2 separate regions of the Zea mays genome follow, and region 1 is linked to region 2. A link is a contact called in public Hi-C data. All regions are on one chromosome and are shown on one strand. The core of a region is the stretch at or near the end of the contact, and the rest is flanking DNA. Distances in the headings are between cores, read along the strand shown. Region 1 holds the start of LOC103650575 (histone H3.2). Region 2 has its middle 88 kb from the start of LOC100283794.

Region 1 (2,700 bases), core at 145-2,644, 780 kb before region 2:
TGGACTAAAAGGTCATTCTATCTTTAAGTCGGTTCGACCCTTCATCTTCAGATATGCTGTAATACCGAAGCTTCATGAATGGTACATTCGGCATCACGTACGAGCAGCTTCAGCCGAAACTGTTTCTTTCCACAGGACCTTCGGCGACGAAGCATGGTCCCAACAGCTACATATAAAATAGAACAGATGAATATATGAAACATATATAATCTGCAGAACGTAAAACAGTAAGGAAAATAAACTGGTCATACCCTCCCATGCGCTCTGGTGATCCAGATCTCAATCCCCCGTGCAAGGTCTCGAACGGCAAGGGCTTCGGAGGCACCTGCCCTCTCTTTGCTCTGTGCGCGTAGAGTCACGAGATGAGAAATATATGATCCAGGTACGTTCCAACTTCTTTCATCCAAACAGGTCTAGCCGCTCTAGTTTTTAAAAAATTGAAACTAAAGACCAATTTCATAAAATTTTTGAAACTCCTCATAGGGTGCTTAAAAAACACAACTTTCATACCTTTCATGAAGTTGCATGAAAATTATCAATCATGTCAGTGGTTACATAACATATGACTTTAGTTTTCTCTCGCAAAACAAAAGTTCGTCCCCGTTTCAATTTTATTCTTTCCTGCGGCGGCGTTGGAATAGACATGTAACAAGAAAGCACCGTCTCGTATGGGGAGGGCTAGTTTGGGAGACGAGAAATGGAGAGAATTGAAAGGACCAAAATATTTTGCTATTTTTTTTGAATGTCACCGGGGGATAGGATCCCCACCTGAATTGCATTACTTTTTGTGGCCAAAACGCCTTTGTTAGTACATAGGGGGGGTTAGGTTACATCGATGTGGTTACGCTATGTTACATACAAAGCACGACACCAGGCAGCCACGATCTGGTAGTCCTCATGTCGTAGCCTGGATCTCCATAATTCAGCTTCAGAGCGGCACAACAGCATGGTTGTTGCAAGTGGTGATCTTTCCCCGCGGAACACCACAACATTTCTCCGTTTCCTAAGCTGCCAAAATATTTTGCTATTAAGATAATAAAAAAGATGTTAGAGCATCTCCAAGAGATTCTTTATTTTTTACTCTCTATTTGACTCTTTATTTGTCTCTCCATAAAGATTAAACTGTATATATAACATCACATTCCAACAGACTCTTCAACATACAAATTAACTTGGCTAGCGAGAGTTGCTGGCCAAATTTGGCTAGTGAAGGAATCAATTTAGAGAGCCGGATAGCTTGGCATGTTAAATGGCTAGTCTGTTGGAGAACTATTTTACTGTTAAGTAGCAAAAATTTACCTTGACAAGCTATTTAGCTAGTCTCTTGGAGATGCTCTTAGCCCTCTAATTTTCTCTCTACCCCCTTCTTCCAAACTAGCCATAAAAAGTTGATTTCCGCACCGCAAGTGCAATGCCGTTCCATCTTCCATGGAGGGAAAGGAATGTCCCGTAGCGCCAAACAAACTATGATGCGGCAGTACTGTATGTGTGACTATTGGCCTCAGGTGGCTGCCAGATGGCGCTCCGCCAATGGCCGCGCTCACCACCCACGGATCGGTATCCGCGTGACCCCTCTAAAACCAATCTCCACCCTTCGTTCAAACGCAATCGAACGGCGCGCATCCCACCCTCCCTTCTCCTCCCTCCTCCCGCGCACGGCCAAATTCCCAACCCTCCGCGCGCGCAGCACCAAATCCACCCGCCGCCTCCTACTTTAACCCCTTCCCGCCTGCCCGCAACTCCTCACCGGCCACCGCGAAGCCAGAGCCCCACGCCCCGTCCGAACTCCGAACCCCAGAACAGAGCAAAGCCTCCTCGGCCTCCCTGTCCCCAGCCTTCCCCGATGGCCCGCACGAAGCAGACGGCGCGCAAGTCGACGGGCGGCAAGGCGCCGCGGAAGCAGCTGGCGACGAAGGCGGCGCGCAAGTCGGCGCCGGCGACGGGCGGCGTGAAGAAGCCGCACCGCTTCCGCCCGGGCACCGTCGCGCTGCGCGAGATCCGCAAGTACCAGAAGAGCACGGAGTTGCTGATCCGCAAGCTCCCGTTCCAGCGTCTGGTCCGCGAGATCGCGCAGGACTTCAAGACGGACCTCCGGTTCCAGTCCTCCGCCGTCGCCGCGCTGCAGGAGGCCGCCGAGGCCTACCTGGTGGGCCTCTTCGAGGACACCAACCTCTGTGCCATCCACGCCAAGCGCGTCACCATCATGCCCAAGGACATCCAGCTCGCGCGCCGCATCCGCGGCGAGCGCGCCTAGGCGGTTCGGTTGCGGCGCCTGCTCGCTACTGATGGAGGTGCTTAGTTTAGCACGTCATGGTTGTGTTATAGGTGTGCGTTGTTGTTTTCAAGAGGTAGCTTCTTGCTATGTGCTGATGTTAACGGAGGATTATGATTAGCAGTTCTGAAAAAAATGTAATGGATGTGATCTGCTCTATCTACATGTTTTCTGTCTTTGTCCTGGAATCCCATGGTGTTTAGCATTGATTTCACATGTCTTGTTTTTCTCTGAATCCTGCTTGTAATGACATCGACATCTGTTACACGATCTGCTTCAATTTGTTTTTGCTTGGTTTCTCAGCAAGTCATATTTTTAACTTTTTAGGTACATACTGTTCACTTAATTACTACTACCAGTAACAATTATAAGACTTGCTCCTTGAAGACAGGCATTTGCTCGCCGGACGCTGCAGGCAAAGGTTTAGC
Region 2 (2,714 bases), core at 197-2,696:
TTGCTGCAAAAACTTGAAGAGCAACAGTTAGTGAGCAAGTTAACTGTAGCAAGTTGTGCTTGGTATTGTACAAGAATTGGAGTAAAGTGCTCTAAAACTCTGGCTGTCAGACTGTTACAATCTGTGTCAGTTTCAGCCAACTGAAAGTGGGTTTTAAGAGTATGTGCTTGACTTTGGAGCCCTATAGCTTGTGATTCATGTACTTTTGGCTTGGGGATGTTATATCAAACATAGAGAGCTATATATGGTGAACAAGTTCGGTGTGTTAGTGTTGGCCTGTCCTTATCTAGAAGTGTGAGAACAAGGGCCCTGAACTTTGGACTGCAGTCGACCTTATGAAGTTGAAAACTGAGTGGCAAATATCTGAGAAAGATCTCAGTCCACTACCCTTTTTCCAGGTGGTTCTGGGTAAATTGCCGATAAGCACAGCTCTACCTTGGGGAGGGGGTAACCTGAGATTGTTCACAGCCCAAGGATAGGACTGGGGATCCTGTGATTCAGCTGCCTGCCCTACTTGATGGTGTGCTGACCCAGTGATATTGGTCACCCCTGCTGCCTCCTTGTGCTTTGCCCTTACGTGGTGGTCATGCGGTAGAGTTGTGGAACGTGCTAGCTTGTGTTTTCACCTGTGTTAAGTCCCAGCAAAGCCACAGGTAGCCTGCTACTTTATGGTGCCTTGCCATGGCTGTTTGAAGCAAAAACTGAGCCTTGCTATGTTCCCGTTGCTCCCATGGTCTGCTCACCGTGCCTAACCTTTCCTCTACTCCTAGGTTAAACCATCAGCCTCACCGGCCAGTCCTCTTGTTGCTTTGTTAAGGCCTGAACACGAACTTCTTTCTGAAAGTAATTGACCACGCTGGCCCTTTTGACCCCCTCATCGAGGCCGGCTCATCTCGAGGTATCCCTCGGTCAATACGTGTATGTTCCGTGATCACCATGTGTCCGAGATGCTCTCTGATCTTTCCATTTGAAATCTACCTGCCATATTTGATCAGAACGAGGGTTCGCCGTCTCTAGTCATCACCGTGAGTCACCTTCTCATCGACCGACCAACCTGGATTTTCTCTGTCCATATTTGCATGATCATTGTGATCTTGGAGAGTCATTGTTACTCCCAATGTGCCTCTCCTTTGAACTCTACCGCACCGGATGATTCGAGCGGGCTCATTGGACTTGGAACTCCGGTGATGCCGTGTTATTCCGAGTGCTGTTGATCGTGCTTTTGCTGGGATCTGGTTTGTAGTGATCTAGGACATGTTGTAGTGGTGGATTAAGGTCTTCCCAAGGTCCGTGTCGCCGTATCCATGCTTCTCTGGCCGCCGATGTCGTCGGCAGTGCTCTGGGGGTGTGTTTTAATAAATAGAAAGGAGTCGAGGGTTCACAGTGTAGATTCTTGATTATTTAGTTATTTTTCTATGAGAGCTTTTGTGCAAACCGTGCATCACAATCGTGGACCTCCCGAGCTGCGCGCATTTTCCTCCGTGGCTGGGCCTGTGTGGGCCGATTTCGGCCCAATTCTATTCACAGTTTTTCCTTTTCTTTTATTCTGCAACTTGGAAAATGTTCCAAATATCATAGAAATATATAAAAATTGTGAAACCAATTTTATTGACTTAATAAAATTTTTAATATTATTTTACAATTAGTTTTAGTATTTTTAAAGCCAATAATAAATTTTAGATAATTAAAATGTGCTCTTAGAATGCTTATATGAATTTTAGTAATAAAATTCAAGTTCTAAAAATTATGATTTTTTGGGGGTAAACTTATAAGGTCTATTTGAGTGGCTGGTTAAATTTTGAACCTGTTTTTAATTTTTTTGCTAAGGAACCTGATGCTAGCTAAAAGTAGAGTTTTAATCCTTAATGCTTAGTATAAGTATATGTTTAAAAGGGGTTAGACAATGTAGTTTGTTGGTATGAAAGGTTTTGTAAGTTCAAATATGTTTAGCTCTCTGGTTTTTCATAGTAGATTCAGTTTGGTTGCTTTCATCAAATCTTATGTTATGTAGATTTATATATACTTGTCTTATGCTTCTTTTAGTGGTATCTATGCTTCCCCATCTCTCCCTTGTGAGAGTTTGCATTTCATGTCATTACATACGCATTCATGTAATTGTAATTGACTTGTAGAACACCTAGAAGAAGTGGAAGTTGAAGTGGAATAGGAATCAGCTCCTCAATCTGAAGGTCCTTCTAAGGGTCCTCCTGAAGGTGCTCATGTGGGCTTCATAGCTAGGTGCGATATTTTGGTAGAAGAGCCTGACTCTCCTCCTCAAGAATGCAAGAGTTGAGTGATTAAACCTTTGTTGCATGACTTCTCCTTGGAATATTGATTACCATCCTTGACACCAATTTTACAAAGTTTATAAATGCTTAGTTATGGTTATAGATTATGAACAAAAATGTTTTGAACTATGAATCATGTTCTACAAAAGAAAAAGGGTTTGGATGATGAAGGTATCATAGGCTTTGATGAATTCATCATTCAAGCATGGTAACTTTTATAGGTACATGTTTTGAGAAATAGTTTAAAATGAGACCGCACGTTGAGCTGTAAAATTCGCCCGTCTGTGTCATTTAAGGACCGCTCCGATTGTTGGCCTGTTGATCTAGAACCTTTTAGCTGGTCACATGTCTCATCATGGGTAAGCTTTGTCTCGTCTAGACCAATACTAGAAAGGCTGGCCCAAACTAGGGTGGAGAGATGGCGAT

The links. A called contact is a pair of places that touch in the nucleus more often than the background predicts.
Region 1: a Hi-C map of ear shows a contact between it and region 2, with 3 times the contacts expected there. The contact joins the promoter of LOC103650575 here to the enhancer-like site in region 2. A contact is called at or near these places in 9 of 25 Hi-C or Micro-C datasets (bundle sheath, ear, leaf and 4 more).

The regions. Positions count from the first base shown.
Region 1 is chr3:133,837,108-133,839,807 of Zm-B73-REFERENCE-NAM-5.0, reverse strand. It overlaps LOC103650575 (histone H3.2), which reads left to right and starts at 1,394. Exons shown (of 1, transcript XM_020550309.2): 1 at 1,394-2,560. The coding sequence starts at 1,517. The coding sequence ends at 2,254.
Region 2 is chr3:133,054,568-133,057,281 of Zm-B73-REFERENCE-NAM-5.0, reverse strand. No RefSeq gene overlaps it. Among protein-coding and RNA genes, the nearest start is that of LOC100283794, 88 kb to the left of the region's middle. Within about 2 kb of position 1,446, at least 8 of the 20 cell types and tissues checked have an H3K27ac peak or open chromatin away from gene starts, as enhancers often do. A contact at or near this core is called in ear, leaf and leaf mesophyll, where this site is marked.